Regions from separate parts of the Zea mays genome. Here region 2 is linked to region 1. Evidence: chromatin contacts called from public Hi-C data. All regions are on one chromosome and are shown on one strand. Each heading gives the region's core, a stretch centred on a gene start, on an enhancer-like site or on the middle of the called end of the contact. The rest is flanking DNA. Distances are from core to core; before and after follow the strand shown. Region 1 holds the start of LOC100285564 (dihydroflavonol-4-reductase). Region 2 holds the start of LOC100279570.

The links. Hi-C and Micro-C count contacts between places; a contact is called where the count stands out from the background.
Region 2: a Hi-C map of leaf mesophyll shows a contact between it and region 1, with 3 times the contacts expected there. The contact joins the promoter of LOC100279570 here to the promoter of LOC100285564 in region 1. A contact is called at or near these places in 10 of 25 Hi-C or Micro-C datasets (bundle sheath, ear, endosperm and 3 more).

Annotation. Positions count from the first base shown.
Region 1 is chr5:94,461,842-94,469,429 of Zm-B73-REFERENCE-NAM-5.0, forward strand. It overlaps LOC100285564 (dihydroflavonol-4-reductase), which reads left to right and starts at 2,272. Exons shown (of 6, transcript NM_001158455.2): 1 at 2,272-2,515; 2 at 2,703-2,860; 3 at 2,990-3,175; 4 at 3,293-3,648; 5 at 4,550-4,709; 6 at 4,816-5,241. The coding sequence starts at 2,407. The coding sequence ends at 4,887. It overlaps LOC118472037 (a long non-coding RNA gene), which reads right to left. Exons shown (of 5, transcript XR_004849520.1): 3 at 4,792-5,202; 4 at 4,287-4,718.
Region 2 is chr5:94,905,307-94,912,015 of Zm-B73-REFERENCE-NAM-5.0, forward strand. LOC100279570 reads left to right here and starts at 1,931. Exons shown (of 2, transcript NM_001152567.1): 1 at 1,931-2,211; 2 at 2,346-3,630. The coding sequence starts at 2,047. The coding sequence ends at 3,224.

The sequences.
Region 1 (7,588 bases), core at 1,022-3,521:
TATTTGCTCAACTAACCACAATAAAAATCGAATAAGAACACTCTTACTTCAATCGTGACCAAATAAAAATATTATATTTTCATTGAGTTCTTTTGAACATAAATTCTAAATACATAATAACATATTCCCAGTAAAAAGAAGCACACATATTTATCTTTTTTTCCTCTGCACTAAATAAAAGTATACTTATTATATACTTGTCTCATGGATGATATATTTTAGAATTTACTACATAAATTACTCCACTAGGTGATACCTAATTCCATTCCCTCCATTTACCATGACGTTTTTCAAACAAATTTAAGTTTTTCAAGTGGACAAAATACTTTGTGAGCTTGTGTCTGTGTGTAGGGGGACTGTACAGTCCCTCACTTTTATATTTAATTTACATACTACTAAACTAAACAGTATAGTTAATCCGCAGATTTAATTAACCTTTCCATTCAATGCTGAGTTCCCATCAAGGGAACGATGCATAGATCTAACCATGCTATTATTTTGTAGGTCACTTTTTGGTTGATAAAGAGAAACATAATTGTTATTCCTATGCTAATCTTCAAATTGCATTTCCAAAAGAAGTTTTAAACATTATAGTCTATTTGCGGTTCAGTTTGATTTTCCTAGGTGTAGGTTAGCTGAGCAAACAAGGGGGAAAGTTGACGGCTCACGGCCACTGTGGCACACAGCCGTTGTGCTCGCCGGATAAACAAAAAAAATATCTGGACGAATAAACAAATTAGTCATAAAAACAAAAAAAATATAGATGAGAAATAAATCTGGACGGACAAATCAGCGACATAAACGAAAAATCTGGACAACAAAAAAAAATCAGTGAAAAAGACAAAAAGTATTAAAAAACATCCACTGTGTGGCTCGAACCCACAACCACTTGTGCTTTACCGACTGAGCTAGACAAGTTTCATGTACACAACTAAGCTCGTCGCCAAGATCTATGGCGCCGAGCTCGATATCACGTCGCCAGCGCAGCACGTACCTCGGCGCCATAGCCTATGGCGTCGAGCTGTGTTACCTCGGCGCCATAGGCTACGGCGCCGAGCAAAGGGTCCAAAAATGACATTAAAATTTTCTAGTGTCTAAACGTGATTTTTTTCCGAGAAAGGACCAAAATGTAAAAAATTCGGTCTAGATGGTTATTGTTAGAGATAATGGTAGTCAAATAGAAGATGTATTTTTGGGTGGGTACGCAAAGGATGTAATGAGTATCCAAAAATGGATGGGTATTAGAGAAAATCCAAAAGAGATGCTAAAACAACCTCAAAATATTTTTTAAGAAAAAAGGACGATAACTCCTCTCCAACAGACGCCTATTGTTTTCCCATTTTTTCGCTTCCCCCGCATCGATAGCTTCCCTCCTGCATATTTGCGGGAACCAGGACTCTCCCTAATCCATTCGCGTGCGTCCGTAGCAGTGGTTTCCCGCGTCTTCTCGCCGTGTGCTTCCTCACTGATATGATATGATCCTCTCCGCCTTCCCTGTCCTGATATGATATGAACCTCTGCCAACTAATATAATATAGGATGTATCTGTATTTTGTTTTAGAAAACCGAATCAGAAACATAGGATTGTAGGTAACAAAAGTCTATCAGTTTAGATGTTTTGGAGTTAGCAAAGATTTGCGTCGGCAGGCACCGAGGATTCGTGCCGACGTGGACGTCGAGGGCCCAGCGATGCATCACCCACTGGCCACTGGTGGCTCCGATCCTTCAGCGCGTCGCACAAGGCCGCGACGTTTCCCTCCCTTTCACCGACCCCGCACGACACTGGCAAGTGGCATGAGCGGAGCCCCACCAAACAACTGCGACGTGTCCGGGCACGTGATCCCTGCTGTGCTTGCAGGGCACCATTTTTTCAGCGTGATTATTATTGCTAGTACTATTACCAGCAGTACAGAAACAGCTGCTGGTGGCTGGTGGCACTGGCAGTCATAAACAAGAGATTAGAGACGGCTTCCTGCACTATTACCTGTACCACACGTTTAACACAATAGGCAGAAAATGATAATGGGATGACGGTTCGCCGTTGGCATTTGTATTCAAGGTTGACAGACACACACACCAGGCGCGGTATCCACTGGTGGTGTTGGTCTTCGTCGCCGTCAAGGTCGTAGCACTCGCGTTTCACATGACGGCCTGGTGCGACCGCGACCGCCTTGAGACACCCGCGTTCTGTGCCATTTCCGCCCCTTCACCGTACCATTTCGTCCCGATTCCGCGGATAAATGCTTGCCCCTATTTGCTCAGCCCGCTCTCGGACGAACCCATTCACCCGTCCGGCCGTCCGTGCGCGGCGCACCCACCCGGCACCGGCACCAGCATCACCGCCCGCCCGGCGCCCGTCACGCTCGAGAGGAGGAGGAAGAAGAAGGGACTGGGCGACAGCGCGCGATGGCCGCCGTCGTGTGCGTCACCGGCGCCGGCGGCTTCATCGGCTCGTGGATCGTCAAGATCCTCCTCGCCCGCGGGTACGCCGTCCGGGGCACCTCCCGCCGCGAAGGTTGGTACGCGCTGGTCGCTGCCTGCTCCTCCCCTCCCTCCCTCTCTCTCCGTTGTCCGTTCCGTCTCCTCTCCTCCTCGCAATCCCAACAAAAGCGCCGGAATGTCTCTGACGTGACGGGTTGTCTTTGGCTGTCGCTTGTGGCGGCGGCTGGATCTCTCGAATCCCGACTCGGCTGGCGGCGCAGCTGCTGACCCCAAGAACGCGCACCTGTGGGCGCTCGACGGCGCGGCGGAGCGCCTCACCATGCTGCAGGTGGACCTGCTCGACCGCGCCAGCCTCCGCGCCGCCTTCCGCGGCTGCGACGGCGTCATCCACACCGCCTCGCCGATGCACGACAACCCCGTAAGCACCGCCGCCCGCCCGCCCGCCCGCCAATGACGAGACCTCGCCTCTTGCCCTCTCCTTGGAAGCAGTACAACACGAGAGCGCAAGGATTAAAACTGAAGCTTCTCATTCACCCCTGGCTTGCAGGAGGAGATCATCGAGCCGATTATCGCCGGGACGCGGAACGTCGTGGAGGCGGCGGCGGACGCCGGCGTGCGGCGCCTGGTGCTGTCCTCCACCATCGGCACCATGTACATGGACCCGCGCCGCGACCCCGACGCCCCGCTCGGCGACTCCAGCTGGAGCGACCTCGAGTACTGCAAGAGCACCGAGGTAAACAAAAAACTCTCGCCCGGCCTGCGAATCAATTAGTACAAAAGAAAGAACCCCCGCTCCGGCGCGCGGCCAGTCCTGAGTCCTGACGCCGTTGGAATGAATGAATTCTCACAGAACTGGTACTGCTACGCAAAGACGGTGGCGGAGCAGGGCGCGTGGGAGGCGGCGCGGGCGCGGGGGCTGGACCTGGCGGTGGTCATCCCGGTGGTGGTGCTCGGCGAGCTGCTGCAGCCCAGTATGAACACCAGCACCCTGCACATCCTCAAGTACCTCACGGGACAGACAAAGGAGTACGTCAACGAGTCGCACGCCTACGTGCACGTCAGGGACGCCGCCGAGGCGCACGTCAGGGTGCTGGAGGCGCCCGGAGCCGGCGGCCGCCGGTACGTCTGCGCCGAGCGCACCCTGCACCGCGGCGAGCTCTGCCGCATCCTCGCCGGACTCTTCCCGGAGTACCCTATTCCGACAAGGTATGGGCATTTTAATAATGGTTTCGTCGTTTCGAACAATGTGCTATCAAAGGAAATAGTGGTGGACTGCTCCAAAAATTCAACTTGTGCACGATGATATTTGAAGAAATCCATGGCCAGGAGGGTTTATGACGAGTAGCCTAGTTGGTCTGCTCAGTAACGACTAGTTAATGTCCTTTGGACAAGGTCAAGAATAGCTCTCCATGGATAGAAAAGTCCATCTGATGATGCTGCACAGTACTTTGTTAGCTACGAGTCAGATGATGGGTATCCATGCTTAGATAAGCCAAGATACTCCACGTAATAGAAAACTGAAACCCGGAGTGCATTTTAGTCATGTGAATGATCATGCGGCCCAGTCTTTTCTTACTCTCTCCGTTCTAATTTATAATTCGCTTGATTTTTTACTCTAAGTTTGACTGACTTATCTTATTTAAAAAATTTATAATTATTGTTATTTTTCGCGGTGATATTGTTTTACTTTAAATGTGGCATTGAATTTTTCAATTTTTCCAAAAAAAATGAATAGGACGAGCCGGTCAGAAAAAACCGAATGAATTTTAATTTAGTAACTGCGCTTGGCTTGCAATTGCAAATGTTATGCTGATAAACTGAAGAGGTAGGTGTGACCGACTGACCGGTGCCTTGGACGATTCCTTAAAAGCAAAGCAATGCCTATTCTTTCCTTTGAAGGCAGCACATGGATGGACGACCCTAGGGGTACCTCAAGGCAAAAAAGAAAAAAAAAACATCACCTTGTTTTGAAGATATAGCAACAACAACATATATACATGGTGTCTGCCTGTCTGGAGTCCCAAACTGCTTCGAGACAAATGCATTTGCTCTTTGCTGTTGCAGCACTACACTGATAGCATGCTATTTTTTTGTTTTGTTTTTGCAGGTGCAAGGATCAGGTGAACCCACTGAAGAAGGGCTACAAGTTTACGAACCAACCTCTGAAGGACCTTGGCGTCAAGTTCACGCCAGTGCATGGGTACCTGTACGAAGCAGTGAAGTCCCTTCAAGACAAGGGGTTCCTCCCGAAGACATCTGGCGCCAAGGTAATAACACTAAAAAAAGAGAACACCCCTTGAAGATCACTTGAACACACAGAGCTTACGTTTCATGTGCACATATTCTTACTGTTGCCTTTTTTTGTTGTTCCAGGTGCCTGAACGACGCAGCTGCCTGCCTCAAACGACATCACAGCCACCACCCGAAATCGTTTCGAAACTTTGAGGTGGATCTGCACACGTGCTCAAACTGGCCATGTGTTTTTTTGTCAGAACAAGCCGTTCATTTGATTGGTTATTAAAAGATTTTGGGCAGTCTGTTCTTACATAGCAAAAATGTCTTGTCTCTGTCTATGGTGCATCCTGTTGCTTTTGCACTACAACTATACACATCCTTGTCTGGGTAGTCTGTTCTTTACATAGCAAAATGCGAAGTCTGCAGGGTGATTTCAGCGATGATGGAAGCATGCCCGCCCACCTCTTGACTGCATGCGCTGGTCAGCTGCGGCTTATTCTACACATCTTGCTTGTCTGTACTAGCCTGAGTTCAACAAGGAACAAGTCAGTCTACGCATCGGTTCAGCAGAAAACCCGTTTCTACGTGTCCTGTTTCTCGGAATACAAACTGAGATAGAAAACGGTATTTTACATGATCTTAGGGCTAGTTTAGGAGCCACAAAATTGGAGGGATTGGATGGGCTAGAATTTCCTTCTTATTCAAATTTAAATAAGAATAGGATTTTAATTCCGTCAATTATCTTCAGTTTTGTGGCTCTAAATTAGCCCTTAGAGGAAGAATAAATTGTCGGAAACTTCTAATGCATGCAATCATATGTGATAGACATGTAAAAATCATGCATCTAAGATCCATGAGTTCCAATTACCGTATTGGGCAGGACTCCGACTCCTCTAAAAATAGCTCCGGCTTCGGCTTCTCTAGCTCCCTACGTCGTCACTAAAGGTCACACTGGGCATAAAACCCGAGCCCGAAGCTCGAAACCCGAAAAACCCGAACCCGTATAGCCCAATACCCGATACCCGAAACATTTATGCGGGTAGTAAAACTTAAAACCCGATATTATTTCGGGCTTAATCGGGTAGCGACATCCGGTACCCGAAATACCCAAATACCCGAACTATATAAATATCACCACATGCGTCTATAGTACCAGTACTAATGTTGTTTTTCTTTGCCCAGTTGACATACTAATGTTGCTCTTCCGTCCAGTATGCCAGCACGCCGTGGTGCAGTACTGCCGTAGCACCTGGCCGGACTGCCACAGCTAGCAGTCCATCACCCAACCGGCCAACCATTAGTCATGCTTCTGGTTCTAGAGTTTGCTATTTCCTCAACTAATCAAGATCAGTTTCACGGTGAAATATTTCCTAGTTTGCTCATTTTCTACTCTCACTGCATGCTTATGGCTCAAAAGCCCGAACTGCATGCTCATTTTCCAGTGTGCTTCCTGTTCTAGAGTCTAACTGCATGCTCATTTTCTAGTGTTTGATTCCTGATATTTTTGTAAAAATACATGTGTAAATATTTGATGTCACATTGATCTGCAATGAAATCGGGTAGAACGGGCTACCCGTACCCGAACCCGAATTTTTCGGGTACCCGAATTTTTGGGTTTTGCTTAAATTGGATACATATTCGGGTATTGTTTCTGAAAGCCCGAATTGTCAAAAGCCCAAACTACCCGACCCGAAAATTCGGGCTAACCCGAATGCCCAGCGTGAACTAAAGGTGTTAGAGCTGTTTAGCAATTCCGCGAAACAACTTCTTTGTTTCTTTGGAATGGTGTATGAGGATAAGAAGTGCCGATAGAAGTCAGATTTTTGGTGTTCTGACTTCCAACAAAAAAACAGGTCCAGCTCTTGAAAGTCTCTCGACGAGAAGTCGCTTTTTGTAACCGTTTGGTAAGGCTTTACGACGAGCCAGAGCTAGAGCTGCCCAAAAAATCATAGCAAAGGGGCTCTAAACATGACCTTTTATCTCCCTCTAGGTTCTAGTTCATAGTATACTGGGAATGATCCAATTCCATATAATATAAACTCGGCCGGAGAGGGAAAGACAACCCTCCCTGTATTATATTAAGAAGAGATCGAAATATGGTTTTAACTGAGAAAACTCCCGAACCCTAGGCCCCATCACTAACGGGCTGATTAATTACTCACTTTTCAACGGCCTAGTTGTAGGGTGACGCACAGGATTTCGTTCCCCGAGAGGCCGAGAGCGGGTGAGCCACAACGAGGGAATTTTTTAACCAAGTCCGAAAATTCGCTTCCGAGTGGGATCGAACCCGGGCCTAGATGTTCTACTCGAAAACCATAACCATTACGCTAGAGGACTCTTTCACCAAATTCCATATAATATAATTATAATGAAAATTCGCATGTTTCAAACACCCCCCGGATATATGGGTGCACTAACTATACGTTTTCCATGTCAAAGAAAAAAACTAAAACACAGTAACACATACACTGGTGTGTATTAACTGATGGTTGGAATTTCAGATCACACAATTTTGCACTCGTGGTTTAATTTTAGTCATCCTCTCGTAAGTTTCCGTTGCATAACCGAAGCTAACCATCTCCAACAATAAACTCTAAAATAGAGTCCTATAATTTGAAATACGGTCGTATATAAAGTATTTAGGGGCTCAAAAGAAAATTTAACTTCAACAATTAGACCTTAAATAATGCTATTTAGGAAATAAATGGTTGGAGAATAAGAGGAAATGAGGATATGGCTTCAGTATATGAGGTACTATATTTAGAATCCGAGAGAACTAACCCTATAATTATTTGATGAATAGTTATAAAATAGGTCCACTGTTGGAAGAATATTTTATAATTTTGAGCTCTATATTTAAAATAGTGCCACCTTTAGAGTATCTCTTGCTCTAAGGCGAATAATAACAATA
Region 2 (6,709 bases), core at 681-3,180, 440 kb after region 1:
GATGCCGGACGCAAAAAAGTCTCTCGCCACATTAATAACTGCTGTTCCTCCCCGGCAGCTGACGGTCCGTCGTCCGTGATGCCACGATAGACTCATATATATATGTGGTGGCCGGCCGGGCCCGGGCCGCAACGGATTGCGGCGCCCCGTGGGTTCACATGTGCGCGAACTGTGTGTCATGGCGTGACGGGGACGTCGCCGCGCGTGTTGTATTGCACCATGGTGCAGAGAGTATACTAGAATTAGGTTATATCCTGGGTGGTAGTAGACTGTGGTGGCCTAGAGGATCCAGTACATGGGAGAGACTACGATCCGTCCCCAGCCCTCGAGGTTTTCTGCGCGACGAAGGTAACGGACGACGCAGTCAATCACGACGAAAACCAGCGTGGAAAACTTACTCTTCCAAGCCAATTTAAACCGATTAAACTCCTCGTATGGGTCAGCTCAACTTGTTAGCCATATACACGCCATCGCAAGCAAGTAGTCGGCCGATCGAGTAACAAGGAACAGGAACAGTTGTACGCCTTGCGGAAACGAAGACAGCAGACAGACGGATTTCCAGGTCCGGTCTCGCAAAATCTTTGTAGAAACCTCTGCACAAGTACTAGAACGCAAAGGTAACGACAAGCCGCGCGCCTGCATGCGACGTGTCAGTCAAAAGAAGAACAGCGCTTCTGCTTACATACGGCGGCCTAATCAATCAAAAACCTCGGCAACAAAGGTGGTCATAAAGAAACGGTGCAAGTACGTACTGATCCTCGCCCCCCGTGCGGCGAGCACTATGAAAGGATGTTTGGTCAGTCAGAATTAGGCAACGGCGGCGGCACGGCGATACGTATATACTACTTACTTGTTGGTAGCTAGTTCGCCGGATTATTCTGATTCCATTAGTTTGGGCCTCCGGAGCTCACCTAGCAAGGAAATTAAGCCGCAGCCATCAGGAGCGACCTTTCCCTCACCTAGACTAGAGCTACCAGCAGTACCACCACATGCGCATGCTCTTCTCTCTCTTTTTTCTTTTCTTTTTTTTGTAAAAAAAAGTTTGTTTAGAAAACAGAAACAGAGAAAGTCTAAAATCTGCCGGATTAATTAGTGCTAACTAAGCTACCACTACCAGGCTCTCGCTCTTCCGACCAGAAAGGCTGGTCAACAAGCTAAAGTCGTCAATTGGTCCCCCCGCCGATCTTTCCTAGGCATGTGTGGTGGTGTATTTTCTTGACTTCCGGAGCCACCGCCACCCAACCTGCAGGCGACCATCGCCGTCATCCTCTCGCGGCTCATCCGCAGGCCGACATGCTATCCGAGGCCAACCAAGGCTTCGCTCACCCGCCTCCGTCCCACCCGACTCGTGACAAATAGGCGTACCAGCACTGAAAAAAAATATTTCAGCAGAGAGGCAGAGGCCACGGCGTCGGCGTCGCCATCACGGTCAGTCACGTCTTCTCCTGCTGGTCCATCGGCAACCTCCAGTGCGCTTCGTCGTCGTCGTCCTCCGACCCCCGCCCCGGGCCCCACCACTCGCCTATTCTTCTAGTAGTTGTAGCAGCAGTATTCCCCCGCCACATTCGCGTGCGCGAATTCCACGGCCCCTTGTTTGTTTATGCGGTCTCTCGTCTCGCCTCAGCTCAGCTGCTGATTCGATCGCCGCGCGACCGGAGAAGAGGACAGGCGCGTGTGCGAGTGATGGCGACGTGCGCTGGGCTGGCACTGGCAGCGCCTCTCTCTCTCTCTCTCTCTCTCTCTCTCTCTCTCTCTCTCTCTCTCTCTCTCTCTCTCTCTCTCTCTCTCTCTCTCTCTCTTCTTCTAGCCGATGAGACCGCCCGGACGGACCATCCTCCTTCGATATTCCCGGCCGGGTCGTCGAGTCCCCCAGTCCCCAGTCCTTATATAAATCACGCCATGTCCCGAGCAATCGCCACTCCAACTCTCAAGCGTCTCTACTCCTCTTCCTCCTCTCTCTACTCTCCAAGTTCTCTTCTCCGTCGACCGCTCTACACGTCTCTTGTCGACCTGGACACCGAGGTGGAAGAAGGAAGCAGTCAGCAGATGGATCCATGGATCAGCAGCCAGCCTTCTCTGAGCCTTGACCTGCGCGTCGGCCTGCCGCCGCTCAGCCTCCACCACCAGGCGCCGGTGGCCGTCGCCTTGCCCAGGCCCAAGCTGCTCGTCGAGGAGAACTTCCTCCTGCCGCCTCCAAAGAAAGAACCAGAGGTACGCATATATACACTACACTCCGATCCTATGTGCGACGCAAGCATGCACCCACCCCACCTGGACTGGACGGAGACGGCGGGCGTGACGACGAGCAAAGACTCTAACGGACTGTCCCCTTGATTTGATCCCAGGTCGCGGCTCTCGAGACGGAGCTGCAGCGGATGGGCGAGGAGAACCGGCGCCTGGCGGAGGCGCTGGCCGAGGTGGCCTCCAAGTACGAGGCGCTGCGGGGGCAGTACACGGAGATGGTGGCCGCGGCGGCCACGGCCTGCGGGAACCACCCGTCGTCCACGTCGGAGGGCGGGTCCGTGTCGCCGTCGCGGAAGCGCAAGAGCGAGAGCACGGACACCGCGCCGCCCGCGCAGCAGCTACTGCACCAGCACTACCCGGCGGTGGCGCCGGACCAGACGGAGTGCACCTCGGGCGAGCCGTGCAAGCGCATCCGGGAGGCGGAGTGCAAGCCCAGGGTGTCGAAGCTGCACGTGCACGCCGACCCGGCCGACCTCAGCCTGGTGGTCAAGGACGGGTACCAGTGGCGCAAGTACGGGCAGAAGGTTACCAAGGACAACCCCTGCCCGCGGGCCTACTTCCGCTGCTCCTTCGCCCCGGCCTGCCCAGTCAAGAAGAAGGTGCAGCGCAGCGCCGACGACCCCACCATCCTGGTCGCCACGTACGAGGGCGACCACAACCACGGCCAGCCCCCGCCACAGGCGCAGGCGCCGCACGACGGCTCCAGCCCTGGCGCCAGCAAGAAGCCGCCGTCGCCGCCGAGGCCGGTCGCCGCCGCTCCGGCGCCGCTCCACCACCAGCAGGTCCAGCAGCACCAGCAGCAGCAGGCGGTTGGCGCGGTGAAATGCGAGCCGCCCGTGGCCGCGGCGGCGTCGGAGCTCATCCGGCGGAACCTCGCGGAGCAGATGGCCATGACGCTGACGCGGGACCCCAGCTTCAAGGCGGCGTTCGTCACCGCGCTGTCCGGCCGGCTCTTCGAGATGTCGCCGACCAAGGACTGACGGAACGGATCGGATGGATTGGGAGATTGGCATCGCAGGAGATTCTGGATCAGATTGTCTTCGAGCGCACGCCGCAATGGTCAACTGCGCAGCGCTGGCTTGGCTGTCAGAGCGAAACAGCGGTAACAGAGCAAGACACGAGGGGTCTGCACTCTGCAGTTGTGCAGGAGGAGGAACAGACACAAGGGGAGGACGGCGCGCGGCCGGACATGGCGTGGAACAGAGATCGTCGTCACCGCCGGCGGGGGTGTGGTCGACGACGCGACATGCGAAACACTACGTGCTAGCTAGCATAGGAAAAAACAACATGAAATCGTACAACCAACCAATCCCTCGCACTGTTTTAGTTGTTAGCTGTAGGCGAAACTGTTCATCCAATTGATCAAATGAAACTTATTTTTTCCCTAGCACTATGTTTCATGAGAATGAGACCAGGAATGAACCAACTTGAGTTTGAAAATTTCCATAGGGGAGTAATAATAACAGAGGTATACTACTGGACTGTGTAGCAGGCGCGACTGAGCTGTGGGCCACCCGCGCATTCGCAAATGTTCCTGAGTAGTAGTTCGCCGAGGATTGGGTTTGAAAAGTAGGCGACCCAGCGGGATGGCGCGGGGCCCAGATGCCAGAGCAGAGTGATCACCGCGGGCTGAAGTTGGCCGTGGCCCACGTGCGACGTTTTGCGTCCGTCGGCGCCGCGCGGGAGGGAAGCTGGGTGGAAACGCAAGGCCGCCGCGGCTGGCGGTGGTGGTGGCCCGGCCCGGCCCGGCCGGTCTCCTGGGCAGAGCTGTGTGGCTTGGCTAGTCAAACACGTGCGGGTCGGTCCGGCGCTCCACTCCACGACTCTGCGTTCCGCCCACGGTGCCGTCGGAGCACCGCAAGCATGCCAATTACCAACCGTCGACCACGGCACCGTTTGCGTTGGCATTCAACAGGTAGCCGTCGTCAGTTCACGGGCAGTCACACCTTTTTCACTAATTAAGACCAGCGAGTCAGTAGCCCATGGCCCAGCCTCTAGAAAGAAACGCCATCACGGGCACCAGAGTGCGGTCGTCTCGTCTTCGTCCAGAGGTCTTTCACGGGAAGGTTCGGAGGTCGCCGCCCGTCGCCATCACCGCACGACTGGCCGGCCACAACGTGGGGCGGTGGACGACCGGACTGCTCCGCCGCCCACCAGCCGCCTCCCCCCGACCCCCGCTTGCTTGCCGATTGACCCGCCAGCCAGGACGCTGCTGTAAGGCTCCGTTTTTTATTTATTATATACATGCATAATAATATTGATTATTACTTACTATCTACTCTGTCGGCCAACCGCGGGCGCCGCAATCCATCACGACGAGGACCACCACCATTATCTACTGCACCAGGCATCACTTGTTTTCTACTCAACCCGTGAAGTCTGGGAAGTTCCGCTTGATTCATCGGGCTGGAAGGAATTGACGCTGTATTGTGGCTGTTATATATGGTGCAGTAGATGATGCGCATATAGTTTTCAACTAAGGGCATCTTTAGTTTTAAGCCTAGGAGGTAAAATTTATTTCGGTGACTGAAGTTTAACATCTATCATGTTTGGTCCCAATCATTAAAATTATTCAGAATGTATTAAATAGCTCACAAGAAGACCAAAATGTCCTTTTACCATTTTCTCACTATTAATATAACTGAAATAAATGAGAAGCAAAATGTGAAATCAATATAATTTAGACAATCTTAAACACCTCTCAGGACACTAGAGACTAAAGCAGTTTAGTCTCGCCGTTCGATAATAGTGACTAAAATGGAGAAACTAATGTTTAGTCTACAACCAAAAGGCTCTAAGCTTAGTGCTTAGTCAGTTAGTCTGGTCTGGTACCTGTCATTTTCTTCGTGCACGTTGTTTGCTTCTTTGGAAAAATCAGTCTACTTCGCTTTTGGATGTATTATGGAACAATCGCGTGGTCGTATACGGAACTACATAGCCTAGTCAAGCGCACGACTGATCTTTTTGAATTCATCATTTTTTAATCAAAATTTTACGTGCACATCCCCCCACTAAAACCACTATCGTGTTTGACCTATGAGTTAGCGCCTTAACCTCTGCCATCAAAGCTACTCGATTTGGTGTCATGACTTACGACACTGAAGTCCAATTTAAACGGCAACATGTAGTTCTCTCGTTGAGACAGACCTGATTTATTTCTCGTCTCTATCCCTCCCTCCCCCAATCCTTCTAACCATTTTTCCAATTTAGACCCTTTTCGGTTAATCCCGTTGCCTATAGATTGGATGGAATTAGAAAAAAAAGAAAAAATTTGACTTGCTTGGGATTTAAACCCACCTAATCTCACTCAATCCACATAGATTGAGAGCTAACCGAACAAGCTCTTATAGATTCAACCTTGAAACCTTTGAGTTGATCCATAGATCATTGAGAGTGAGATATCCTCCCCTCTTTATATATATATATATATATATATATATAGTATATGTATTTAGAGCCCTGGGCTCTATTTAACTACAGAAAGCCCCGACCATCCGTCCGGTTGACCAGGCGCACCATCCGGTCCACCCACTATAATGTTTACGCTTAGTTATACACAAGTTTACGCTCATGTACCATCGTATAAAAACAATCGCTCTATCTGGCCTTCCACGATGGCTGATACTAGGGTTTCAGTGGCGGCGGTTGCACGACATGAGCGAGCGCGACGAAGCCAGCACAACCGCGGCGGACAAGCGTCCCCATAGACGAGATCCATGGTGCAGCGCCGGAAGAGCGTCTCCTCCATGCCGTGCACTGCGGCTCGCGCGCACCGCTGCTCGTGTCGCTCTTCGGCCGCTCGCTCTCCTCAACCGCTTCCACGCGTTGGCACAGCTCCCAGCAATGGCGATGGCGACAGGGTCCATGGCGGCTTGGCGGCTTGACATCGAATCATTGCACAGAGGTGTGTGGCTGTGGATCTGGTGAAAGAAACACCGACGAGGCAGACTCCAAGAGAAAGAGGTCATGTACCAGCGGTGACAAAGTTCCAGCGGCTCCACCGTCTCCCCTTGCTTCTATTGTTGTTTGTAGGTATAGTTCTGCCCACTTCTGGTCCATCTACCGATCATTGAAGCTAGCGTAGCGGATTCTCCTAATTGATGTGAGTTTTGTTAACTAGATATTATACAGTGCTGACGAAGGATCTGTTATCAATTGGGTTCGACCAAGGATGGCCTTCATTCCTGCTGTCGATGTGAGTTTCTGGATGCCATCCCGCACAGTCGCGCATGAATTATTTCTGTTAGCGTTGTGTCAGTATTGTTTTTATGCTTCCTTGAATCGAATAGGAGCGGCGATTTGCATTGTTTCATTCCTTCATTTTGTGGAGGGTTTTTCCAATCGCATATGCGTGTGCCCGTGGCAATTGTATTATAATATAGGCAAACCACTGTTATTTTAATCACTGAGAAAGTTGGGATGTTTTATCAGGACTAGTTGATGATTAGGTTAATCATTACTTGTG